Linked DNA regions of Zea mays: region 1 is linked to region 2. Evidence: chromatin contacts called from public Hi-C data. All regions are on one chromosome and are shown on one strand. The core of a region is the stretch at or near the end of the contact, and the rest is flanking DNA. Distances in the headings are between cores, read along the strand shown.

Region 1 (7,554 bases), core at 3,332-5,831, 160 kb before region 2:
CAAATTTACATGGCTGCACCCACGTACATGTACATATGGCAACAAATAAACCCTACACTACAATTCCCCTCTCTGCATTCTTGCAGTGTAGATGACTGACAGGTCACAGCCACAGGGTTAGGCTAGTCTTGTACTGCTACTGTACATGAACCAGAAACTGATGATCAGGGGCATATCTAGACTCATGTTATAACAGTTTGGACTTCAGGGAGGACTTGTCAATAGAAGTCATTTCTTTTTTGTGCCAGCATACATGGCTCTTTCCCACTGCGCGACATCTTCGACCCGCGAGAGCGGTGGCGGTAGGACCTCACGCTCTACCAGGTCTCAGCCGTCGAATATGGAACATGACATGCCACCATGCTTCACCAGCTTACCGGTGTACAAGAAGCTCTTGGTTTGAGTTCAGGAGGAGGTTGTCTAGAGTGATGGGCTGACAAGAACAGAGATTCCATCAGAATCGAAAAATGAAGTCTACATGCAATTTAAGAGCAAAACAGGAATTTTACCATGATGGCTGTGTGCATGTTATCCATAAACCTGTTGTCCGACGATACGGCTGAACTTGACTTCCAAACCGATGGGATCCGTGGAGCGGTCGCGGCGTATGTTGCTTGCTGCCTGTGCAGGCAGCTGTGTTGGTGTCTGCAGAGTGCAGAGTGACAGTCATAATGAAAACTGTCCGGATACAGATTCTGGCCCATCGAGGCTGAGCGCGGCCTCTCAACTTTTGAAATAATCAATCCAGGTCTTAAATCATTTTTGGGCTCAAAGGTGTTTGAATGTAATAGAACTAATAGTTAGTTGGCTAAAAATTGTTAGAAGAATTAGCTAGTTAACAAGTAATTATCTAACTATTAACATATTTACCAAAATAGCTAATAGCTGAACTATTAACTAGGTCGTTTAGATGTTTCAACTAATTTTAGTCACTAACTATTATCTCTAATGCATTTAAACACCCCTTTAGTTTTGTCCTTGAACTATTAAACTAATTGCTTACTCCTATTCTGTATTATGTATTTTGGGTTCAACTTCGTTAGCCGATTATGAAAATATATTCTAGTTCATAACTTACACATTTTGGGCTTAGCTCTAAAGCCCGTCGGCCTTCATCGGACCGTGCCAGCCCACATATTTGATCACCATAAATTTCAAATATTTCAACCACATAAAATCCATAGTTTAATAAACTAAAGAAACTAAACACTACGGGTTTTATCGGGCCGAGCCGGTCAAAACTTGTCCCATTCGTATGGGCCGTGCCGGGGAAAATTAAAGCATGGTCCTACCTTTGGGCCATGCTAGCCCGATCCATAGAACTTCGTGTGGGGTCGTGATTTGGACTCCTAATAGCCCAAAAAGCTCGGCCCATGTTCCCAGCACTACCCTACAGATTATCCAAAATGCTTGAGTTGCGCTTACTGCGCGTAAGGTTGGAAAAAAGCTCGAGGCTCGCGAAGCGGCTCGAGCTTGGGATGGCCTGCGAGCCTCGAGTGAGCCGAGTCAAGTTTTCGAGCTTGTTGATGTAGCGAGCCTACTTGTGAAAAATCAATCAAACAATATAATGATGATATATATTAGATAATTTAATCGATATTTTACTCATTCCTTAGCTTTTGATGATGAATATATGACAATTTATAATTTAGAGTTATCGGTGTTTTTACAAGTAAATTTCTTGTATGCATTCCGGGTTCCGGAGGGTGTGTACGGAGGGTGCAAGGTTTATACTGGTTTAGGCAGAACGTCCCTACTTGCAGTCATCGGTGGCTTACGCTATTAGCACCATTAATGATCAAACTCGTAGTAGTGGTTACAGGCGGTTGAGAGAGGAAGAAGAGGCTCACAAGACTCTTTATCGGGGTGTAAGTGGAGCTTAGAAGCTGCAGGGTATAGTCCTAGCTAAGTCTTGGTCGGTAGAGCTCCGACCTCCTAGTCCTTGTCGACGCTCTTCCTCCTCCTGTTCGTCCTTGTGGGCTCGTGTCCATCTGAAGGCGTCTGGTTGCCCCAAGAGCTCTCTCCTTTCGATCCTCTTGCCCTGAGGCCAACCTCTCCCTTTTATAGGCCGGGAGAGGGGTCGTCCAACAATGGCTTCCTTGGGAATGAGTTGTAAGTCAAGGGTAAAAACAACGTTTTACATGGGTGGATCCACACGTACTCGTGGGGCCAGGGCTACATGGTTGTCTCGTATTTATCGTGGCGGACGACGTGGGGTGATGATGGTCCCTGGCGTCATCATTTTGGCTACGTCGACCCCTGGCCCCCGTAGCCTAGGGCTCGGCGCGGCCCGACATGTAGTGCCCTGCGGGAGGTCGGCGCACTCAGGCCTAGTGTGATAGACCATAAGTGCGCAAGGGGTGCGTGAGCCATGAATGCGTCACGGTCCGAGGGGCTCGTAGGTCATGAGTGCTATGCAGCCCGAGGTGCTCGCAGGTCATGAGTGGGAAGCGGACTGGCGCCACGCTATGGCTAGGTGTCAGACATGGTTAAATGTGGTCGGCTATTTATGGCGAGTCAGTCTGGGGCTGAGCGCGGGGATCCACTCGAGTGGTTCTCTTTTGACACGTTCGACCTCCCCTGTCAGGTTTCACCACGCCCGACCCTGGACTCGATGTCGCGGGGTTCCATCGAGGCAGGTCCTTTCTGTTGCTATAAAGCAAAAGGACACAGGTGAGCAAAAATCACAAAAAGGGTAAAAATAAGAAAAGTGTCAAAATTAAGGGTATGATTTGAAATAGCCCTATTATTGATCATGGTATAATTTACTAGCCATCTTTAAGCTAAGCCGAGCCTTCTTTAGCTCGTTAAGTGGTTCCTCAGTTTGGCTTGTTTACAGCCCTGCGTGTGTAGAATGTCGATCAAGGCTTCCTCTGAACCGTGAAATTTAACATCCTTTTAGACGTGTATTTATCTCTTTACGTAGAATTAATTTCTACTGTGTTTTTCTACAATTATTACACTTAAATATTTTTCCTCGATTTGTTTAGGCAGAACGTCCCTACTTGCAGTCATCGGTGGCTTACGCTATCAGCACCGTTAATGATCAAACTCGTAGTAGTGGTTACGGGCGGTTGAGAGAGGAAGAAGAGGCTCACAAGACTCTTTATCGGGGTGTAAGTGGAGCTTAGAAGCTGCAGGGTATAGTCCTAGCTAAGTCTTGGTCGGCAGAGCTCCGATCTCCTAGTCCTTGTCGACGCTCTTCCTCCTCCTGTTTGTCCTTGTGGGCTCGTGTCCATCTGAAGGCGTCTGGTTGCCCCAAGAGCTCTCTCCTTTCGATCCCCTTGCCTTGAGGCCAGCCTCTCCCTTTTATAGGCCGGGAGAGGGGTTGTCCAGCGATGGCTTCCTTGGGAATGAGTTGTAAGTCAAGGGTAAAAACAACGTTTTACATGGGTGGATCCACACGTACTCGTGGGGCCAGGGCTACATGGTTGTCTCGTATTTATCGTGGCGGACGACGTGGGGTGACAATGGTCCCTGGCGTCATCATTTTGGCTACGCCGACCCCTGGCCCCCGTAGCCTAGGGCTCGGCGCGGCCCGACATGTAGTGCCCTGCGGGAGGTCGGCGCACTCATGCCTAGTGTGATAGACCATAAGTGCGCAAGGGGTGCGTGAGCCATGAATGCGTCACGGTCCGAGGGGCTCGTAGGTCATGAGTGCTATGCGGCCCGAGGTGCTCGTAGGTCATGAGTGGAAGCGGACTGGCGCCGCGCTATGGCTAGGTGTCAGACATGGTTAAATGTGGTCGACTATTTATGGCGAGTCAGTCTAGGGCTGAGTGCGTGATCCACTCGAGTGGTTCCCTTTTGACACGTCCGATCTCCCCTGTCAGGTTTTGCCATGCCCGACCCCGGACTCGATGCCGCGGGGTTCCACCGAGGTGGGTCCTTTCTGTTGCTATAAAGCAAAAGGGCAGATGTGAGCAAAAATCACGAAAAGGGTAAAAATAAGAAAAGTGTCAAAATTAAGGGTATGATTTGAAATAGCCCTATTATTGATCATGGTACAATTTACTAGCCATCTTTGAGCTAAGCCGAGCCTTCTTCTTTAGCTCGTTAAGTGGTTCCTCAGTTTGGCTTGTTTACAGCCCTGCGTGTGTAGGATGTCGATCAAGGCTTCCTCTGGACCGTGAAATTTAACATGCTTTTAGATGTATTTATCTCTTTACGTAGAATTAATTTCTACTGTGTTTTTCTACAATTATTGCACTTAAATATTTTTTCTCAATTTGTTTAATGTTGCCTCCTTCTTAAATTAGTATTCGCTTTATCTCTTGAATTTTTATATCTATACTTAAATAGATGATGATGAAACTAAACACATATATATAACACACATTTAATTGTTGTATGGATATAGTAGAAATCTAGAACGAATTTTGATTTGGAACGGAGTGAGGTGACAGTGCATAGACTATGCTGCCCACCCAGAAAGCACAGTAGCACACTGGTTGTTGGAACCGCGCACGGAAAGCCTTGGTAGCGTTTGGCATCATAAACGTGAGGTGTATAGAATGGAGGCCCAGTCTGTAGATAAGAAGCAGCCCACGTAAGCTATACGGGAAAGGCCGGCCGTTTACTCCGGTAGCCCGACTGAAGCGATAGTTTTGCAGCGATGGGCTTCACAGCTTCAGGTATCCGGCTGTAGATAAGATGACAGTGATGCTGCTGCTACCGATCGCCAATAACGTGTGGAAGCGGAATCGTTTGAGAAGAGTGGGCGACAGATCCTGCAGCTGGTGGCTGGTGCTATGCCTATTGCCTGGTAGACGTGTACTGTTCCTGGGCCTTACGAACTGAGCTTATGTGTTTGTCACATGCATGAGCGCATGTGGATCAGATCAGAACACCCCACTGCGTGTTGGCTGTTGGCTTCCTGTGCTGCCACTGTGCACTCCACTGGAAGCCGGCGTAAACGACAGTCACCAACAAATCAAACGTCGCTGCGTCCACCCGGCTGCCCCCACGGAAGCCGACATCGTCTCCCAATAATTCCCTGGCCAGAGGTGTCATTTGGACCGGTTTTGATAGAAAAAAAAAAAGCACCACCCAAACACAGCACTTAATTAGCTATCCTACGACCACGGGTGTCGTGACTGAATTGCGCCTGCGGAGGCTACTACATACTCATCCATTTTTCATAGTAGCCTTCGTATTCGTCCATTTCATCGTCATACAGTGGATGCAGGCGATGGCTTTTGGAAGTTGGAAGAGATCATCAAACTCATATCACCGTTGTAAAGCATACTCAAGTACGTGGTGATCCAAGTTTGAGTTCCTACAAGTATAAGCAGCAGGTACACGCCAATGTTGAGGGCGTGAGAGAACGTGGAACGGCAAAGCTGCTGTGATGGTTTGTAATAGTATGTATAGATGGAACCTAGTTTGCTTGGTGAAGGTTGTGAACAGTCGGGTAGAAAATTTTACACGTTGTCTGTCTCTTGAGCTGACCTAAATTGAAGTGTGTTGGCGTTGATCTGGGCAGCGCCAATCACTAGGGGTGTATCGTCTGGCGGTGCCATCTGCAGCGGCGCGGATGGTCAGCGACTATGGGTCGGACGGTTCGCAACCTGGGCGTAGGAGCGACGCCTTCACTGCGTCGCACTGGACCGAACGGTCCACGATGGCGTAGGGTCGTCTTCCTCCTTGCTGGAATCTAGATCTCGCCCCTGGGGTAGAGATCTTAGAGCACTTCAAGTCGATAGGTCATCTGAAACGTCCTTAGACGACGTAGAGTCGCCTAGAAATTAAGAGATCAATTCGATGAAAAAATCTTAAGTGGACAACTAGATCTTGTTAGGATTTATGGGCTTGGCCCAATTAAGAAATTCAAATAAATCCCAGAAAAATCTCAAAAGCCCATACAAGGGGATGGCTAGAGGATAGGTGGAACCATTAGCACCATATTGCTAGCTCTAGTAGAGTAGAGCTAGCTTAAACTTAAATATGGAAGCCACACTCACTCACCAAGTCATGGATGAGAGGAGAGAGTGTGGAGAGCCACACGCGCGCGCTCGCTCGCCTGGCCTGGGCAGGGCGAAGGGCGCGGGCGCACGACATGCACGTAAATGGTCCGCCGAAATCCGGCCCATCGCCTTGCAGGGGCGCGGCTATCTTTTGCCGTTCGATTTTTTGGTTTCTTGGCTGTTACGTCTATCCTAACCGATCGCTATAAAATCTCAACTGATTGCGAGGTTTTCGTGGGCGGATAAGACCAGGGTTCGCGGACTCGACCCTATAAAAGGAGCACGGCAGCCAGCCTCCAAATCATCCCAATTCGCTTTCGCCTCTCTTCACAGCTGAGCCGCCTTCCAGTTCTCTTCATCCCGATCGCAGAGGTGCATCTGCGATTAGGAGAGCAGGTCTCCGGAACCCTTCGCCTTCTAGATCCTGCACCAGGAGAGGCCGAATAAGGTTTTTGGGAAGCGTCTTCACGCGACTGCTCGTGATCTTCTGACCTCGTCGACCCTGCTGATTTCGCTACTTCGACGTCGTCGACCCTGCTGATTCCGGCGCACGCCATCTATCAGTATGTCTAATCAGTACGCATCATCTGATTTGACTTTTTACTTCAGTGCTTGTGATTTTGTCATGATTTATATTCAGAATTTAATCTGGAATTTGTCTAATTATTCAACAATCCAAAAACCTTATTGTAGACAATTTCCTAGTTTTTCTTTGGCTGCTTTTGCCGATGCGCTCAAGCCAGAAAAGTTCAATGGTATGCACTTTAAGAGATGGCAAGTCAAGGCCACGCTCTGGCTTACTGCTATGAATGTCTTCCATGTTAGTAAAGGCAGACCTGAGGGTCCACTGACTCCTGAACAGGAGAAAGAGTACGACCATGCCAATACTATCTTTACGGGAGCCGTTCTTAGCGCCCTTGTTGACTGTCTGGTTGATGCGAATATTCAGTACAAAGACGGGAAAGAGTTATGGGATGCACTTACTACCAAGTATGGTGCATCGGATGCTGACAGTGACCTGTATATCATGGAGAGCTTTCATGATTATAAGATGGTTGATAATCGCTCTATTGTAGAGCAAGCTCATGAAATACAGTGTATAGCCAAGGAGCTCGACCACCTTAAGATAGTCCTTCCTGACCGATTTGTGGCTGGGTGCATTATTGCAAAGTTGCCTTCTACATGGAGGAACTTCGCCACATCTCTGAAACATAAGAGATAGGAGATATCAGTTGAAAATCTGATAGCGTCTCTGGATGTTGAGGAGAAAGCTCGGTGTAGGAAACGGGTGACGCCTAAGAGGGGGGTGAATTAGGACTTCTAAAACTTTTACTAAACTAGGCCACAATTAAATCCCTAGAGCAAAACCTATGCAAATAATCAAAACTAGAATGTGCAAACTAGGTTTTGTCTAAGTGTTGCTATCTCTACCGCAAAGGCTAAGTTTCAATCTACACTAAATAAGTATGACAATAAGATTGAAACTTAAATGCTAAATATAAATGCGAAATGTAAAGAGCTAAGTAGAGAAGCAAACTCTTGTGGATGACGCCGGTATTTTTACCGAGGTATCCGGAACCACGCAAGG
Region 2 (6,766 bases), core at 2,040-4,539:
TAAAACATGCATAATTACTAAAAACAGAATGTACCATGTGGAGAGACATCAAGGCATCTGTTCGATGTAGTCATACGCAATCGATGCAGGTAGATGTACGCACTGCAGTCCCTCGAACGACGCCGTCGAGGAACTTGATCTTCGAAGGCTACATGTGTTCTCACGTAATCACGGTCATTATTCTAGGCAAAATACGCAACCGTTAGGAAGGAATATTCATCATACCAAGGTCCGATCGACCACAGCCCGATCTGGCCGGCGGCGCGTGTGTGTGGCAGTCCTTCATCATTTTCTCATCTTCTCAATAGATACACAAATGGTCTACCTATTTAAGTTGAGTAAATTGTTCCTTAAACTTTCGGTATGGTACTAAAATACTAATACAACATAGCATTAAAGTGGACCTCTAGCATTAACTATTATTAAGTATTAATATAAGCCAGGCCCATATTAATTCAACAGTCTAAAGGGTTTTTATTTAAAATTATAGATTATATAATCTAACTTACTTTAAATTTAAGTTAGATTATATGACTTGACATATTATAATCATAAACAAACAGATCCTAAGTCAATGTGATTATTTATCTACACTTCCTTGTGCATAAAGAAGATGGGTAAATATCTAATCGACTACAGAAAACACCACACCCAAAATTAATCTCCGGTTGCCTCATTAGAAATGTCCCGCCAAGATTGAAACGTGACAACCTGTATGGGGCGAAATGTCCCACAAAATTAATACATGTTTTGTCTTCACTTGCTTTTGCGTTTCAAACTTGGCGACCCTCATCATAAAAAGATAAGATTCTCTTACACACTTTTTGACTTGTTCGCGACAATGTGAGCCAGTCAAACAAAAGTCATAAAACTCCAATGTCTTTTTAAAGCATAACTAAATTCGTTACCCGTACGTTGCGACGGCTCACAATAATACCCATGTAAATTATCTATCAAAAAGATCTCAAGATTTTTTTATTAGTTGTCTCAACTTTTCGCAAAATATTTTTTATGAACGCACGGGTAGCATAGACATCAAATCAGAGATTCACATCCATCGTCTCTCCCACTTCCAAGGTTTCGTAGAGCAGGAGGGGAAGGAAAGAGGCGGGCATACCTCTTCGTTGTCGGAGAAGGACACGATGAAGACCTGGGCATCTAGAGGCGATATAGATAGTATATCGCTAGATATATAGGGAGAGAGAGAACGCAAGCAGAGAAAAAAAGTCCAGCCGGAGCAGCTCCAAACCAAGAGGCACCCGCACCAGACGTCAGTCCGAGAAGGGTGAGAGAATGCGAGTGTCTTCCCAGCCCTGGACCCGCCGAAGCGACACAACACTGGCACCAACTCCGTAGCATATGCCGATTGCTTCCACGCTACGGACCTTAGTTGTCCAATATATCAGACCTGGACTCCTCATCGCTAAGATAACCTAAGTGTGGCAGGCGCCACCATGTCCTCCTCGACGGCAGGCACGGAGAAAGGCCAGGAGCATGACCGACTCGCCCCGTACCCGCGTCGACGAGCGTCGGTCGGCTCGCGGTTGTGACCGTGGGCGGGGGAAGCTGGTTGGGGTGAAAGAATAGGGAGAAGGCAGGGAAGACGAACGGGACGTCCGACGACGGCGAAAACGATGGTGCGCGTATGATGTGAAATATCCTCGTGGATGTGCAAAGTCACTGCGCGAGTCGGTGTCGGACGAATACGTGGAGGAGGCGCTTGCTCCTACGCCCTCTACCGAGAATATGGGGGGCGCAGAGGTGGAGGCATGAGAGGGGAGAGAGAAAAGAAGTAGAATGACGATCGAGGTGGTGGCAACTGAGGCGAGGACCATCATTATCGTGAGGAGGTATGAATGGCCAAATGAGTCGTGTCTGGCGAGCCGGCCCGAGGCACGACCCATTTAATAGTGCCTGGGCCAACCCGTCACGAGCGACGTGTGGTGCTTGGGCCGTAGCCTCGGTCCATAGTGCTGGCATGGTCCGGCACGATTATTTTTTTTATTTTACAAAAAAATCATATGTACAATTTATATTCAATATTATAAACATCTGAGCATGATGTTCTATTGGTTAGACAGTTTCACCCAGTTTCTTTCACCCTTCTTCCATCAGGGTGTTGGGTTCAAACCCCTACCTGCTGCACCGCTTTTTAATATTTTACGCTAAGTTGATTTAAAAGAAATGTAAAGAAATTTTTTTACTGGTGCTTTAAGTATAGAAGAGATTAATCCTAAATCCATGAGTACCTTTTAGAAGTCGATGCACTAGAGGTTTGTTAAGAACAATTGGTGTACATTGAATCCGAATTTGGGATTTACACTAGAGCAGCTCTACTAGTAAGTATGAGATCCATCGTAGACATAGTTGGCAAAAATAGCAGTTTTAGGTTGATATAGGAACAAAGTTGAAATTGACTATTTTAGGTAGGTCTAAAACAATTTCTAGCTGGATTTCTTCTTTAAGTTATATAAATTGTGATTAGTTGGAATGATTATAAGTTTATTCTTAGACAAACGAACAAGTCTGTACTCTTTGGTTAGATGACGAAAGAGTCTCTAGTTAAGTTGATTAGATGGTTAGAGACTCTTCGAGATTGTCTTCACTAGGATTGCTCTTCATAAATCCCACGCACAAAATGAGCACAAAACCCCTTGCAACGGCCACTGATGATCAGAGTGGACCACACTCCAATATATAACTGCTTAATGATTCCATAAACTTTAGGTCGTCTAGTTGATGACAATCTCATCTAAGTCGTTTCATTAGTGCCACAAGATGTAAAAGCTCTATATCCTAAATATCTATATTAAAAATATATTTTGCTATAGATCTTTGTATGTATATATTTATGATGCTTATAAATATTGAATATATTTTTTAGTTTTGTTTAATTTATTGTTTAACGATTAAAATAAACAGATGAGAGTTAAAGAGAATTTCTATACATAAAAGATAAAATTCTATATATTTAACGCTTTTTATAAGGACAACGACGGCTATGCAAGCGGTCCTTCTTTGCAAGCGTGCAAGTAAATCATCTGATTCATTAGATTACGATTTAACCACAGATACAATCATGATTTGTTAGGGATTTTTTTATAAAGATTATTGAGCTGGTGGTGTAAGTGTTTAAGTGTTAAATATGACCTACGGTTGGATCGTAATCTAATGTATCAGATGGTTTACTTTCACTCTTGCAAAGAAGGACCGCTTGCATAGCCGTCGTTGCTAGAATGGGTAGAAGAATCTCCTCTATAATCGCTCCAGTCAAATCTCCTCTATGTACAGGAGGTGATAGTCTTCAGCCCAGCTCGCTCTGCAGTCTTCGCGTAGCAAAAACAATGGCCACAGCGGCGGCAGCTCGGCACGTGGTCGCAGTGCCGTACCCCGGCCGAGGTCACGTCAACCCCATGCTCGTCGTGTGCCGCCTGCTCGCCGCCGCGGACGCTGCCTTGAGCGTGACCGTCGTCGTCACAGAGGAGTGGCACGCGCTGCTGGCCGCAGCGGGGGTGCCCGGCACGCTCCCCGACCGCGTCCGCCTCGCCACCATCCCCAACGTCATCCCCTCCGAGAGGGTCCGCGGCGCCGACTTCGCAGGCTTCGTCGAGGCCGTGCATATCAAGATGGTGGCGCCCGTCGAGCGGCTGCTGGACCGGCTGTCCCTGGAGCGGAAGCCGGACGCCATCGTGGCCGACACCTTCCTGGCTTGGGGCGTTGGGGTTGGATCTGCGCGGGGGATACCGGTGTGCTCGCTGTGGACGCAACCGGCCACGTTCTTCTTGGCGCTCTGGCACCTGGACCGTTGGCCGCCGGTGGATGGTCATCAAGGGGAAGAAGGTATTGGCTACTTCCTTCTTTTTGCATACGACTGAATTTGAGCGTGGGGAGTTTGATTGTTCAAAAACGCAGGTAAAATAAGATCTTATCGTTCAAGTCGATAGAGGGCTAGAGTCAAAGGGGGACTAGCGGAGAGGGAGAGCTATTTCTGTTCTTCTTGATTATTTATTATTATCAAGTCATCCAAGGCAATCACTTAGAAATTCTCTGTAGTCTGATACCGTATTCATAGACATTCATATACATACGAATTCTCTAAGGGCTAGTTTGACAACCTTATTTTTTAAGAGATTTTTTCCAAACGAAATTAACTCGTTTCCCTTGAAAAAATAGAAATCACTTAGAAAAATGGAGTTATCAAACTAGCTGGAAACTCAAATCCGATCCGGAGTTTCCGGAGTTGTCAAACTCAAATCCTTTCCGAAATTTCTCAAACTAGCCCTAAAGATTCATGAGTTGCCATGCAATCATGATCTTGAAGGTCGACCACATATATGAATTTTTAGATAGCAGGGAGAAAAACAGTTCCGGTCTTTTGCAGTTGTTTGCATACATCCTTACAAAACGGTTCACATAAAACTTAAATGAGCTAAAAGTGACATATAAAGAAAGTGTAAGCTATAGTTGAAAATAACACTAAGGCTTAGTTTGGGAACAAAGTTATTGAAAACCACAATTTTTGAAATACTACAGTATACATCAGTCATAACAATAACATAGTTTAAAATACTAGAGTTTTGAATACTGAGATCCATACGTAAGTTTAAAATATCTTAAAACAACTACAATATTTACAATACTCCAGTTTTGAAAACAGAGATTTTAGCTAGCTTGACGTACACCATTATGTATATGATACTGCAGTATTTTTCTAAAACTGTGAAAAAACTTCACTCCCAAACACTTCCCAAACACCCTTTGAGACATTGCAATTCTACTATTATAGCAGTAAACTGGCAGTCCGCCACAGCGAAGTTTAAAATATCTTAAAACAACTACAGTATTTACAATACTTCACTTTTGAAAACAGAGATTTTAGCTAGTTTGCCGAACAACATTTTATATATGATACTACAATATTTGAGAATACTGCAGTATTTTTTCGAAACTGTGAAAAGATATCACTCTCAAACACTCCCTGATTCTACTATTATAGCAGTAAACCGCCAGTCCGCCACAGCGCGTCAGCGCCATCTACGTCTTACAAAAATCTCCATATATATGAATGTCTATGAGAAAACATCACCGGCTTCCGAGAAGTTTGATGCAAACATGTTGGATACTGTAGTGTCTAGAAAATGTTTAGTTGAACCATTTTTTGTTGTTGAAAGGATCAGTGAAGACAACTGCTGCCTTCATGAATGATAACTGAAAATGGCACGTCTTATTTGATCTGGAAGCCTCAGAATGCTATTAGCAAGCATATCCAAATGGCAGTGTCTGAGAATAATATCCAAAAATTCAGGAGTTAGTCATAGAGCTCTTAAATTCAGGGAGGCGCGCAACGATTACTCAGTTAGAATGTTTTTTCAATAAACCAGTATCCCTTTCGTCACTAACACATTCAATGCAATGCATAGAGAAACCAAAGCATTTTCAGTGAACTCAAACTTTATTTTAGTTTTCCACTTTTATCTCCACGATCTGAGATTCCAAACCCATGAACTAAGATACTAGGACAAAACCATGTCCTTCCTTTTCCATCTCCCGAATAAGCTAGTCACAGATGCAGAGATGCTGAATTTAGAGTGGCAAAATCACTCGCCAGTCAATAGAAAGTCTGAACGAGTTAACCCAGAAAATTCTTCTTGTCCCACAAAACCATGTCCTTCCTTTTCCATCTCATGAATATTTTAATCAGTATCAGCTTCTACTGCTTCTACAATGTTTCTGTCTCTATGAATTGCAGCAGCAGCAGTCCAAACAGCTGGCTTTACCCTTTGCCGATAACAATTTCCAATTTACAAGCGTTCAGAGCGCCTAACTGAAAACACAATGCTGTTCTGAACTGCAGGCCTAAGCTGCAGGTCCCTGGATCAATATCTCCCGTTCCCAGCCCTCGCGCCGGTAAAATGTTCTGATATGAAGACCCTCCGCTCCATGGTGCTGCCAATGAAACGGCTAGCGCAGGTGTTCTCCAACCTGCGCAAGGCACAGTGTGTCCTCTTCACCTCCTTCTACGAGCTCGAAACCGGCGCCATCGATGGAACATCGCAAGTGGTTCCATGCCCTATATATGCAGTTGGCCCTTCAATTCCATATATGCCACTGGAAGGTGATTCGGGCGAGTTTCACCATGAAGAAGACTACTTCGGTTGGCTGGATGCCCAGCCAAGAAGCTCGGTACTGTACGTCTCATTTGGCACCCATGTCTCGATGCCTTCGTCTCAGCTGGAAGAGGTCGCCCTGGGGTTGCATGAAAGCACGGTTAGGTTCTTCTGGGTGGCCCGGGACAGAGCTAGCACCGCCACCCTTGAGCAGATCTCTGCTGGTGGCAAGGGCTTGGTGGTGCCGTGGTGTGACCAACTGAAGGTCCTGTGCCACCCCTCCGTCGGTGGCTTCCTGAGCCATTGTGGGTGGAACTCGACCCTGGAGGCCGTGTTCGCTGGAGTGCCGATGCTTGCCTTTCCCGTTGCTTGGGATCAGCTGGTGATTGGCCATCTCGTGGCTGATGAGTGGAAGATCGGCGTCGACTTGAGGGAACGGAGAAGGGAGGATGGTGTTGTCGGAAGGGCCGCGATCTGCGATACTGTAACGAAGCTTATGGATTTGACTGACGATGATAGCCTAGAGATGAGAAGAAGGGCTGCGGAGCTGAGAGAGGCTTCACGCCGCGCAGTTCAGGAAGGTGGATCTTCTCGGTGTTCTTTGAACAGTTTCGTTAGAGATGTCATCGAAGGAAGACTGAATGTTGCAGAAACTTCAC

The links. A called contact is a pair of places that touch in the nucleus more often than the background predicts.
Region 1: a Hi-C map of ear shows a contact between it and region 2, with 2.3 times the contacts expected there. The contact joins the enhancer-like site here to the promoter of LOC100382469 in region 2. A contact is called at or near these places in 2 of 25 Hi-C or Micro-C datasets (ear and leaf).

The regions. Positions count from the first base shown.
Region 1 is chr3:192,728,743-192,736,296 of Zm-B73-REFERENCE-NAM-5.0, reverse strand. No RefSeq gene overlaps it. Among protein-coding and RNA genes, the nearest start is that of LOC103651101, 8.8 kb to the right of the region's middle. Within about 2 kb of position 4,581, at least 18 of the 20 cell types and tissues checked have an H3K27ac peak or open chromatin away from gene starts, as enhancers often do. A contact at or near this core is called in ear and leaf, where this site is marked.
Region 2 is chr3:192,567,919-192,574,684 of Zm-B73-REFERENCE-NAM-5.0, reverse strand. LOC100382469 reads left to right here and starts at 3,289. Exons shown (of 2, transcript NM_001366792.1): 1 at 3,289-3,840; 2 at 5,855-6,766. The coding sequence starts at 3,345.